2 separate regions of the Rattus norvegicus genome follow, and region 1 is linked to region 2. The links are chromatin contacts, called in public Hi-C maps. All regions are on one chromosome and are shown on one strand. The core of a region is the stretch at or near the end of the contact, and the rest is flanking DNA. Distances in the headings are between cores, read along the strand shown.

The links. A called contact is a pair of places that touch in the nucleus more often than the background predicts.
Region 1: a contact with region 2 is called in a Hi-C map of liver, with 3 times the contacts expected there. The contact joins two enhancer-like sites. A contact is called at or near these places in 4 of 12 Hi-C or Micro-C datasets (Schwann cells, liver and psoas muscle).

Annotation. Positions count from the first base shown.
Region 1 is chr11:44,196,149-44,200,479 of GRCr8, reverse strand. All of the region lies in intron 1 of LOC120095616 (a long non-coding RNA gene), which reads left to right. Among named protein-coding and RNA genes, the nearest start is that of Ifnar1, 13 kb to the left of the region's middle. Within about 2 kb of position 2,964, at least 59 of the 93 cell types and tissues checked have an H3K27ac peak or open chromatin away from gene starts, as enhancers often do. A contact at or near this core is called in Schwann cells and liver, where this site is marked.
Region 2 is chr11:44,088,805-44,093,721 of GRCr8, reverse strand. No RefSeq gene overlaps it. Among named protein-coding and RNA genes, the nearest start is that of Ifnar2, 8.5 kb to the left of the region's middle. Within about 2 kb of position 2,726, at least 52 of the 93 cell types and tissues checked have an H3K27ac peak or open chromatin away from gene starts, as enhancers often do. A contact at or near this core is called in Schwann cells and liver, where this site is marked.

The DNA.
Region 1 (4,331 bases), core at 1,715-4,214, 110 kb before region 2:
AGGAGCCTGCAAATTTCCCCAGAGCTGCAGCCTAAAACTTCTGAACTGGTAAAATATTAAATTTAAAATCAGTACAAGAGAAAAGAAACTGGGAACAAATAATCATAGAAAAATAGTTTAAATTGGTAAAATAAAGTCCTTAGAGAGAGAATTAAATAAAGGTAAGGAAATAATCTTGTAAAGGTGAGAGGCACAGTGACACAGGTTTCGGATTCTGTATAACACCAGGGTTTAAGAAAAGACACAAAGGGGAGAGAGTTAAAGACATAATTGAAACTGACACATTACCAACTATGATTAGTCACATTGGTAATCCTTATTTCAATCCTGATATGCAAGATTCTCATGCCTTCTCAAAGAAAATGGCTTTAGAGAGACAAGAAAATGATAAAAATGAAAAATGGAGACAAACCTTAAAAGAAAACTAGAAAATTTTCTAAATCAAAATGAGGAAGATACTACGATGACAGATTCAAGAAAGGGAGAAAAATGAAAAGTGGAGACAAACATATGAAGAAAAATTAGAAAAATTTACAAATAAGAATGAGGCAGATACTAAGATGATAGAGATAAAAAAGGACAGGTAAAAACTGGAGACAAGCCCTAGAAGAGAATGAGAAAAAATATATAAATAAAATTAGGAAGATACTAAGAGACAATGGAGATGAGGCCAGATCCTATAGCAGCACCCTTGGGAAAGGACAGTCTGTATCTGTTAAAAACAAAACCAAAAGACAAAGAAACAAAACCTAAAATGATCTTCCCAGCCTTGTTAAGGGAATTAGAAGGAGAGGAAAGAAACCCACAGAGTTATCAAGAATTTGGGTGGTAGGGGTTGGGGATTTAGCTCAGCGGTAGAGCGCTTGCCTAGCAAGCACAAGGCCCTGGGTTCGGTCCCCAGTTCCGGGGGGGAAAAAAGTGCTTGCTGCATAAGCGTGAGGAGTATCTTCCTATCAACCCAAGGCTGAAGAGATGGAGACAGGAGGATACTTGGGCTTCACCGGACAGCAGTTTAGCTGAGCTCCAGGTTCAGTTTGGGCCTCAGCCTCACAATCAATAAGGTGAAGAACAATGAAGGAAGACGCCTGACCTCTGACCCCCATCTCCATGTGCAAGGCACACAGCGTGTACACAGCTGCACAGGAAAACATTCACACACAAACACTAGGGCACAAAACAAAAAAAAAAACGACAGTCCAAATGTTGCTAAGCAACCAAGCTCCAGTCTCTGGATTGACTGTCGAGGCAGCACACTCTGCTAAGCCAGAAACTTGCTGTACGGTGTCAGTAAGCTACCTCATCTTTCAGCGCTCCGGCTTCCACTCCTGCAAAATGGAGACAGTGGCTGAACAGAGAGCTAAAAGTTCAGTTAGTTCACACTTCTAATGACTGGCATTAATTGTTCACCGGCTGAAAGTTAACTTAGTTCATACACTCGATGACTGGTATAATCAAGAGCCCAACGGATGAACCACCTTCCCCTCCACGTCAGCAACTTCAATGTAGCTCCAAGTCTGTTTGTTTTGAGGCGAGCTCGAGTTACCCAGCACGGGGTATGGTGCTCCTGAGCTTCCTTCCTCAGTTACCTGGGTATTGGATTGGAGGCGGGTGCCACCACATTTTGAGCGATGTTTATTTTTAATTATGTGTGTGTGGGTTGGGGACTTAGCTCAGTGGTAGAGCGCTTGCCTAGCAAACGCAAGGCCCTGGGTTCGGTCCCCAGCTCCGAAAAAAAGAAAAAGAAAAAAAAAAAGAATTATGTGTGTGTGTAAGCATGTGTATGTGCACAGGTCACATGATCAGATTTCCCTGGAGCTGGAATTTAAGAGGCTGAAGAGCAACGGCTCTCAGCCTGTGTGGGTCTCCATCCCTTTCACACGAGTTGCCAGTTATGATTCATAACAGTAGCAAAATTACAGTTATGAAGCCGCAGCGAAATCATTTTATGGTTGGGTGTCACCACAGCATGAGGAACTGTATTAAAGGGCTGCGGCATTAGGAAGGCTGAGAACCGCTGCTCTAGAGGTAGCTTCCACACCAACACCAGCCCCCTGTAAGAGCAATAGCACTCTTAACCAGAGAGCCATCTCTCTAGCTCCTGAAAATTAATTTCTCAATGTACATCCTGCTCAAATGCTAATTTTACATGAAAATAGGAATAAAACCTTTTTCACACTGAGCCAAACGTGAGTTGAGCATAAAGCTTTCCAAGAACAAAGGTTCCTAAGTAATCACCTGTGGACTGTGTCAGGCCACTGCACGAATTCCAGTACTGTGCGTAATCTTCAGGATGAGACTTGGGGCATCACTTACCTCCCAGGTGTACGGATATCTAAGAGGAATCGGAACTTACCTCCAGGAGTCCTGGCTGGGCTGCGGGGTTGTCTTTTCTGGGTTTTTTTGTTTGTTTGTTTGTTTGTTTTTAACATCACTATAAAGAGATCTCTCTTGTCTTTCACTCTTAGACAGTTGGCATTCTCCTGATGTAACTAGCGCAGTGGTTTCCTGGCTTACTTACTATTGTTTGTTAGCCTGTTGCGACTTCGGGGCAGCTCTCAATTCACTCCTCAGTCAACCCGGGGCTAGGCTGGGAAGCGCATTTCTGCTTCAGTCTGGTCTCCCACCCACCAGCCATACCGATGCTCGGGCCTGGGTCAGCGTCCCCAGGCTGGAGCAGGACCGTCGAGTGGGCGTCGGGGTGAGCGCGCGGACGCTCAGGTCACCCGGGTCCAGCTCTCCCTCGCCCAGGCTCCTCGGCTCACCTGAGGCTACGGGCGGCACCCAAGACGCCCCTGCCAGCAGCACTAGGGATGCAGTACCCATGACAGCCTACCTCTCAAGTTTTCCCCACTTCAAGTGACCCGCCTAAAAAGCCTTGGCCAATCGCAGCTCTCCTAGAATACAATTCTGCCCAGCACCTCCCCTTCGGGAACGCCCCATCTCTCTGCCTCGCTCCTCCAGCCCCGCCCTCCGCTCACGCCCCGCCCCTCAAGAAAAGCTCCGCTCCTTTGCAAATGCCTTGTAGGAAGCTGCCACAGTCCTGTTCTCTTAACTTCCGGTTTGTGACAAGTCATAACCCACCCCCACTTCCGGAAGCCTACCTTTAACTATCCCAGCAGCGGAAGTGAATGCTGCTGCTAGAGCGCATGCGTAGTTCCAGCACTGAGCGCTTTTCTTTTTTTTTTCTTTTCTTTCTTCCTTCCTTCCTTCCTTCCTTCCTTCCTTCCTTCCTTCCTTCCTTCCTTCCTTCCTTCCTTTCTCTCTCTCTCTCTCTCTCTTTTCTTTCTTTCCTTCCTTTCCTTCCTTTTTTCTTTTCCTTTCTTTCCTTTTTTCTTTTTCTTTTCTTTCTTTTCTCTCACTCTCTCTCCCTTCCTCCCTCCCTCCCTCTCTCCTCTCTCCCTTTCTCCCTCTCTCACTGCCGCCTGTTTCCCCCAGGGGTCTCTGAGCTTGGAACCTAGTGTGGGGACTCATGGGGTCGGGAACCCTCGGTTGCTGGGAGCAGCAATGTATCAGTGAGGCAGGTGGTTTCCAGTGTGCGGAGAGGCGACATTCTCAGGGCACTGGCCTCCTAGGGGTTGGGGTAGTCTCAGATTATGGTTCCCTGCCACCTATCCGTAAAGAGTTCAACCCTGCCTTTGAGAAGGCTAGTTACCTACATACCTTAAGACTACACTATGGAAATATGTAAAATAAAATTTAAAGAAGACAGATGAGGACTTCGTCAGCTGCTGTACAAGCATTCATGAAGTCCTAGGTTCAATACCCTGTGGGGGCAAAAATGAAATAATTGAATTGGGCATGGTAGCACACACTTGTAATCTCAGCAGGTAGTTAGCAGAAGGCTCCCATTATATTGGGAGTGGAGAGCCAACCTGAGCCGCCAAAGAACATCTCTCTCTCTTTTTTAATTGTAAAGAGGTTGTATCTATTTCCTTATCATGGGCTTGGGTTAGCCTTTGACTACCATAAAAATCTGCATTTTAAGCAAATAATGATTTTAGTAACTCTGGCTGTTAGGACTTGTTCTTAAGCACTTTAGATTCATTTCGTGAGTCAAACCATCTTGGGGTTTGATTCATTTTTGTCATCCAACGATCTTGGGTTTGAGTGTCTTTGTCTTGTTTTAACAGTTGTCCTAGCTACTGTAATAATTCTAGAAGATCTGTGGATCCAAAAGGAAGAACATTTTTGTTAGTGGCTACTAAGTCATTTTGAAGAAACTTCCCAGTGACACATACTTAAGGTTGTTAAAATTTCTACTTCTCACTGTCCAAGAGTTCTTACAAACTCGTTGGAACAGTGGTTCTCAACTTTTGGCTGTTGATACTTTT
Region 2 (4,917 bases), core at 1,477-3,976:
TCTCTTGAGCAGCATAGTCAGGAAAAGTGAGGACTGCGTTTTTGTCTGCAAACGATAGTTTTGAGCTCAGAATCTTGATTAATTGATTGATCAGAGAGTAAGAAGGACCGCTCATTGGGGATATGGAAGGGAGAAACACCCCTGGGGTTAGAAATATTCCCACTGGGGATGGGAGTCAATAAGAAGGCTGGCTTTGTGGAAAGGGGTTTGAGATGAATGGTTGGGGTGGATCGGCTGTGGCAACAACACAGGGGTGGGATGGAGTGGGTGGGACGTCACGACCAAAGCAACGAGATAGGTGATTAGAGGGGGGTCTGCTATCAGTTGGAGTTAGGGGTGGAAGGAGGCCCAGTGGTGGGATGTAAACTTCAGAACAGAGGTCTCCTTAGGGAGAATTACATTCAGGATTGAGAAAGAGACTTAAGAATCTGGATACATGTATACATTATATACATTGGACTATGACAGTGTAGTGGAGTACCAAAAATTACATAAGTGTCAGATAGAAATAGGGTCTAAGCTTAAGTACAAACATGGGTTTCATCTTCAAAGATACATCATGGACAACAGTAGTTAGATGATGGAGTGGTCCAGCATCCTTGGCCTCTGCTCATCAAATGCTGGTGGCACTCAAACCATCTTCATGTGACCAGTACCCCCCCTTTCTATAATGTCCCCTGGGAGTGACTGTTCCCAGTCAGAACCTCTGACCATCTCTGAACCAGAGCCAGAGCAGTGCAGATGGGCTAGAAATGGGTAGGATGTTAATGATCAGAACTTAGTGCTAGGTTGGCCATTCAGCAAAGGCTATGTAAGGAAACAAACTTAATCCTCAGCATCCTGGGTTAGGTATCTGTTAATAGCAGATAAAATTTAAGTTAGACTTAAGGTTTAATTGGTACTGTTCCCTAAGATGGTGAACGGCTAGTTGAATCACCTGGGAAGAGAATGTTAATGAGGGATTTTCTTTTTTCTTTTTTTTTTTCTTTTTTTCTTTTTTTTGAACTGGGGACTGAACCCAGGGCCTTGCGCTTGCTAGGCAAGTGCTCTACCACTGAGCTAAATCCCCAACCCCAATGAGGGATTTTCTAGTTCAGGTTGGTCTTAGGCATGTCTTGGGAGCATGGGGGCATTGCCTAGCTTGTTAATTGATGTAGGAGGATCCAGCCCACTGTGGGTAGCACCATTCCCTAGTCTGGGCCCAGAACTCTGTAACAGTGAAGAAAGCTAGCAGGCAAGATAGATAGATGGATGGATGAATGGATGGATGGATGGATGGATGGATGGATGGACAGATAGATTAGAGAGATGCATAATATATACATACATAGATACATAGACACATAGAGACATAATACATAGATAATAGATACATAGTTAGATACATAGATAAATACACAGATACATAGATAGATAGATAGATAGATAGATAGATAGATAATAGATAGGTAGATAGATACATAGATACATAGATAAGTAGGTAGGTAAATAGATAGATGATACATCGATACATAGACACATAGATACATAATACATAGATAGAGAAATAGGTAGGTAGGTAGATAGGTAGATAGATAGATAGATAGATAGATAGATAGATAGATAGGTAGATAGATGATAGATAGGTAGAGCCTCTCTTCTCTCTGCTCTTGTCTTCAGATGTGACGTTTACCTACCTTGACTAAAGTGATGGACTGAGCTTGGATTTGTGAGTCAAATAAACCCTCTCCTCCCCAAGTTGCCTTTTCTGTGAATTTTCTCACAGCTGTAGGAACAGAACAAGATAGGTAGAATGTGTGATGGCTAACCTCGCCTGTCTGCTTGGCTAGGACATACTCGGACAAACACCAATCTATGTGTTGCTGTGACGGTCATGTTTAGCTGATTGACATGTAGGACAGCACTCCTTGAGGAAGACAGGTTGTGTTCTGTTACAGGTGTGGGAATTCTGCCCCCAGTCACCTTCAGACTCCAGCTGCAGCCAGCGTCTTCCCTGGCTCTCCAGCCTGTAAACTCCTGACTTCCTATCCTCACCGGGGCATGAACTAAATCTCTCAGAGAAAATTAGCCATGACCGAGGCCTCAGCTCTATGAAAAAGAATGGAGCTGCTTGCCATAGTACGGAAGGGTTGCCTGGCTGGATGTGAGCCCAGAAAAGCAATGCTAATAAATTCCTTGGCCCAGTAGGGTCTGCTGTTGACCTTGGGCTGTTTACTTTCCTTTCTCTCTCTCACTCGGTGATTTCTGGGATTGCTCCATTCAGTGCCCGAGCCATGAACGTGACCTATTCTCTGCCCTGTGTTTCCAGCGTCATCCTTTTAGTTGCTGGCTTCCCGGCTGAAGAAAAGTTACAATCCGATCCATCCCTACCTCTGCCATATCGGCACGTAGCCTTCCTGTGAGAGCTCTGTTATACTCAGCTCTGCCCCTCTCCTCTAGATCCCGCCTCATTTCCTTCCTCCTCCTAAAGCTGTCTGAAATTCACTACAATCATCTCCCAGGATCTGTGGCGAACTGACCCACCGATGTCTAAGCTCTTGATACAAAGTGACAGATTACTCCTGCAGAATGCACGCCCCTCTTCTCATATTTAAGCCGCCTCTAGATCACTTCCAGTGCCCAATACCATGTAGAAGCTACGTCAGTCCTTGCTCTACTGTGCTCTGCAGGGAGCCACGGCAAGGAGCATCCGTTCACGTTTAGAACACGCCCCATATTTTTCTCGACTATCTCCTGTCTAGGATTGGTTAACTCGAGGGATTTGAAGTCAGTAGATGCAGAGAGCTGACTAAATAGGGTTCATGACTCAGCTGAAGTTTGGAGAATGATCTGGAAACACAATGTATTGTGAAATGAAGCGGTGACAGAAATTGTGAGGGGCCTTCCCGGAAAGAAAGTGCATACTTTCGAGGGCCCCTCCTGCAGGCTCACTGGCAGGTTGCCCGACTCAACTCTTGGCAGCTGGCAGTGTGAGGAAGCCTTCTGCCATAGCCAGGGCTCCACCCAGGAGCATTCTCTCTGCTTATCAGCCAAGGACAGAGCACAGACCGAAGATCCCCTTCACAGAGGCCTGTGTGTGGGTTTCCTCTGTCTCCCTCGAAGTCTGTGTTTTCCAAACCTCTGCTCCAGACCATGAAACCAATTTAGTGAGCCTCAGATGTAGGGGGCAGGGGGAATGAAATCATGTGAGACCCTTGAGGGCTTGCTTTGAGTCTGTGCGCTGTGTATGTGGTAGGTAAGAGCTGAGTGTGTGTGTGTCTGTTTTGTGCTATGTAGTATGCATGTTTGTCATAGGGAGAATGTGTCTATGGGGTATTTGTGTAGTGTGCGTGCATGTATGCGTGGTGTGTGTGTGTGTATGTGTGTGTGTGTGTATGTGTGTGTATGTGTGTGTGTGGTGTGTAAGACAGAATAGAAAGGGAAAATTGAGGGGCCCTGGAAGGAAAAGAAGCCCCTCCCTTCTGGTTTGAATTTCTTTGCTGCCTGAGTCTGGAGAGCATCAATGCAGCCAACAGCCAGGAAAGTGTGACTATTGCCTGCAACAAAACAGCAGCACAACCTTTCCAGGCTTTAATGGGGAAAGTGCAAAGGCAGAGAAACAAGCCGGCCTGAAGCTGAGGGGCTGTGGGTCTGTGACCTTTGACCTTGCTGGCCTTCCCGCCTCAGCCTTGTACCTGAGCAATGGCTTTGTAACCGACCTGGCAATTTCATTTACAAAAGGAAATTTGGGGTTGGGGATTTTGCTCAGTGGTAGAGCACTTGCCTAGCAAGCGCAAGGCCCTGGGTTCGGTTCCCAGCTCCGAAAAAAAGAAAAAAAGAAAAAAAGAAAAAAAAAAGGAAATTTAGTAAGGCAGCTATATTCATTATCGTACATATTACTTAATTTTAAAGTTTTTAAGTTTTGCTTAGCTTTTGAACTTTTTGGTTGTACATGTTGGGGCAGTGTAGTTTCAAAAGCCACAAAACATCGTTAAGACGCTGAGACAACCCCTCTATGCTTAAATCTAAAACATATATTCTGTTTCGCCTTCTTTACTTCATAGCCTGACTTTGTTTCAACTGATACATGCTCGAATTATTATTATTATTATTGTTATTGTTATTATTATTATCATCATCATCATCATTTTTGTGTGGCATAAAATATCAGCCATGGCTCCATTCTCTAAGAGGGATACGCCTTAGACTTTAGTCAACAGCTCTGTCTCCTGGGGCTCCTGACAGCTGTGTGTGTCTTGGTTTGTGGTGGTGGTGGTGGTGATGTGTGTGTGTGTGTGTGTGTGTGTGAGTGTGTGTGTGTATGTGTGTGAGTGTGTGTGGTGTATGTTAATATGTGTGTATGTGTGTGTGATGTATTAGTATGTGTGAATGAGTGTGGATAGTGTGTGTGTATGAGTGTGTGTGTGCATGTGTGTATAAGTGTGTGTATTAGTGTGTGTGCGCGTGTGTGAGTGTGTATGAGTGTGTATGAGTGTGTGTATGAGTGTGTATGAGTGTGTATGAGTGTGTGTATGAGTGTGTGTATGAGTGTATGTGTGTGTGTGTGTGTGTGTGTGTGTGTGTGTGTGTAGATAGATAGGTAATTTCTATCACCAATGCTGTGCAGCTCACTCTGAGGCTAGCGGAGCATCATCTCCAGGACCCCTAGCTCTTTGCAAAACTCTGTACCTAGTTTGGCTTATTTCTTAAAGATTTTACTTTATTACTGAGTGTCTGTGTGTATGTGCACATACACATAGGTACTCTCAGAGGCCAGGACAGTGTTGGGTTTCCTGGAACTACAGCTGTAGGTAGTTGTGAGCTAGCGCGTTGGTGCTGGGAACTGGACCTAGGTCCCCTCAAGAGCAGCCAGTGCCCCTAACTGTGGAGACCTCTAATTTATTCAGCCTCCTAATTTATTTTTTTAATTTATTTTAT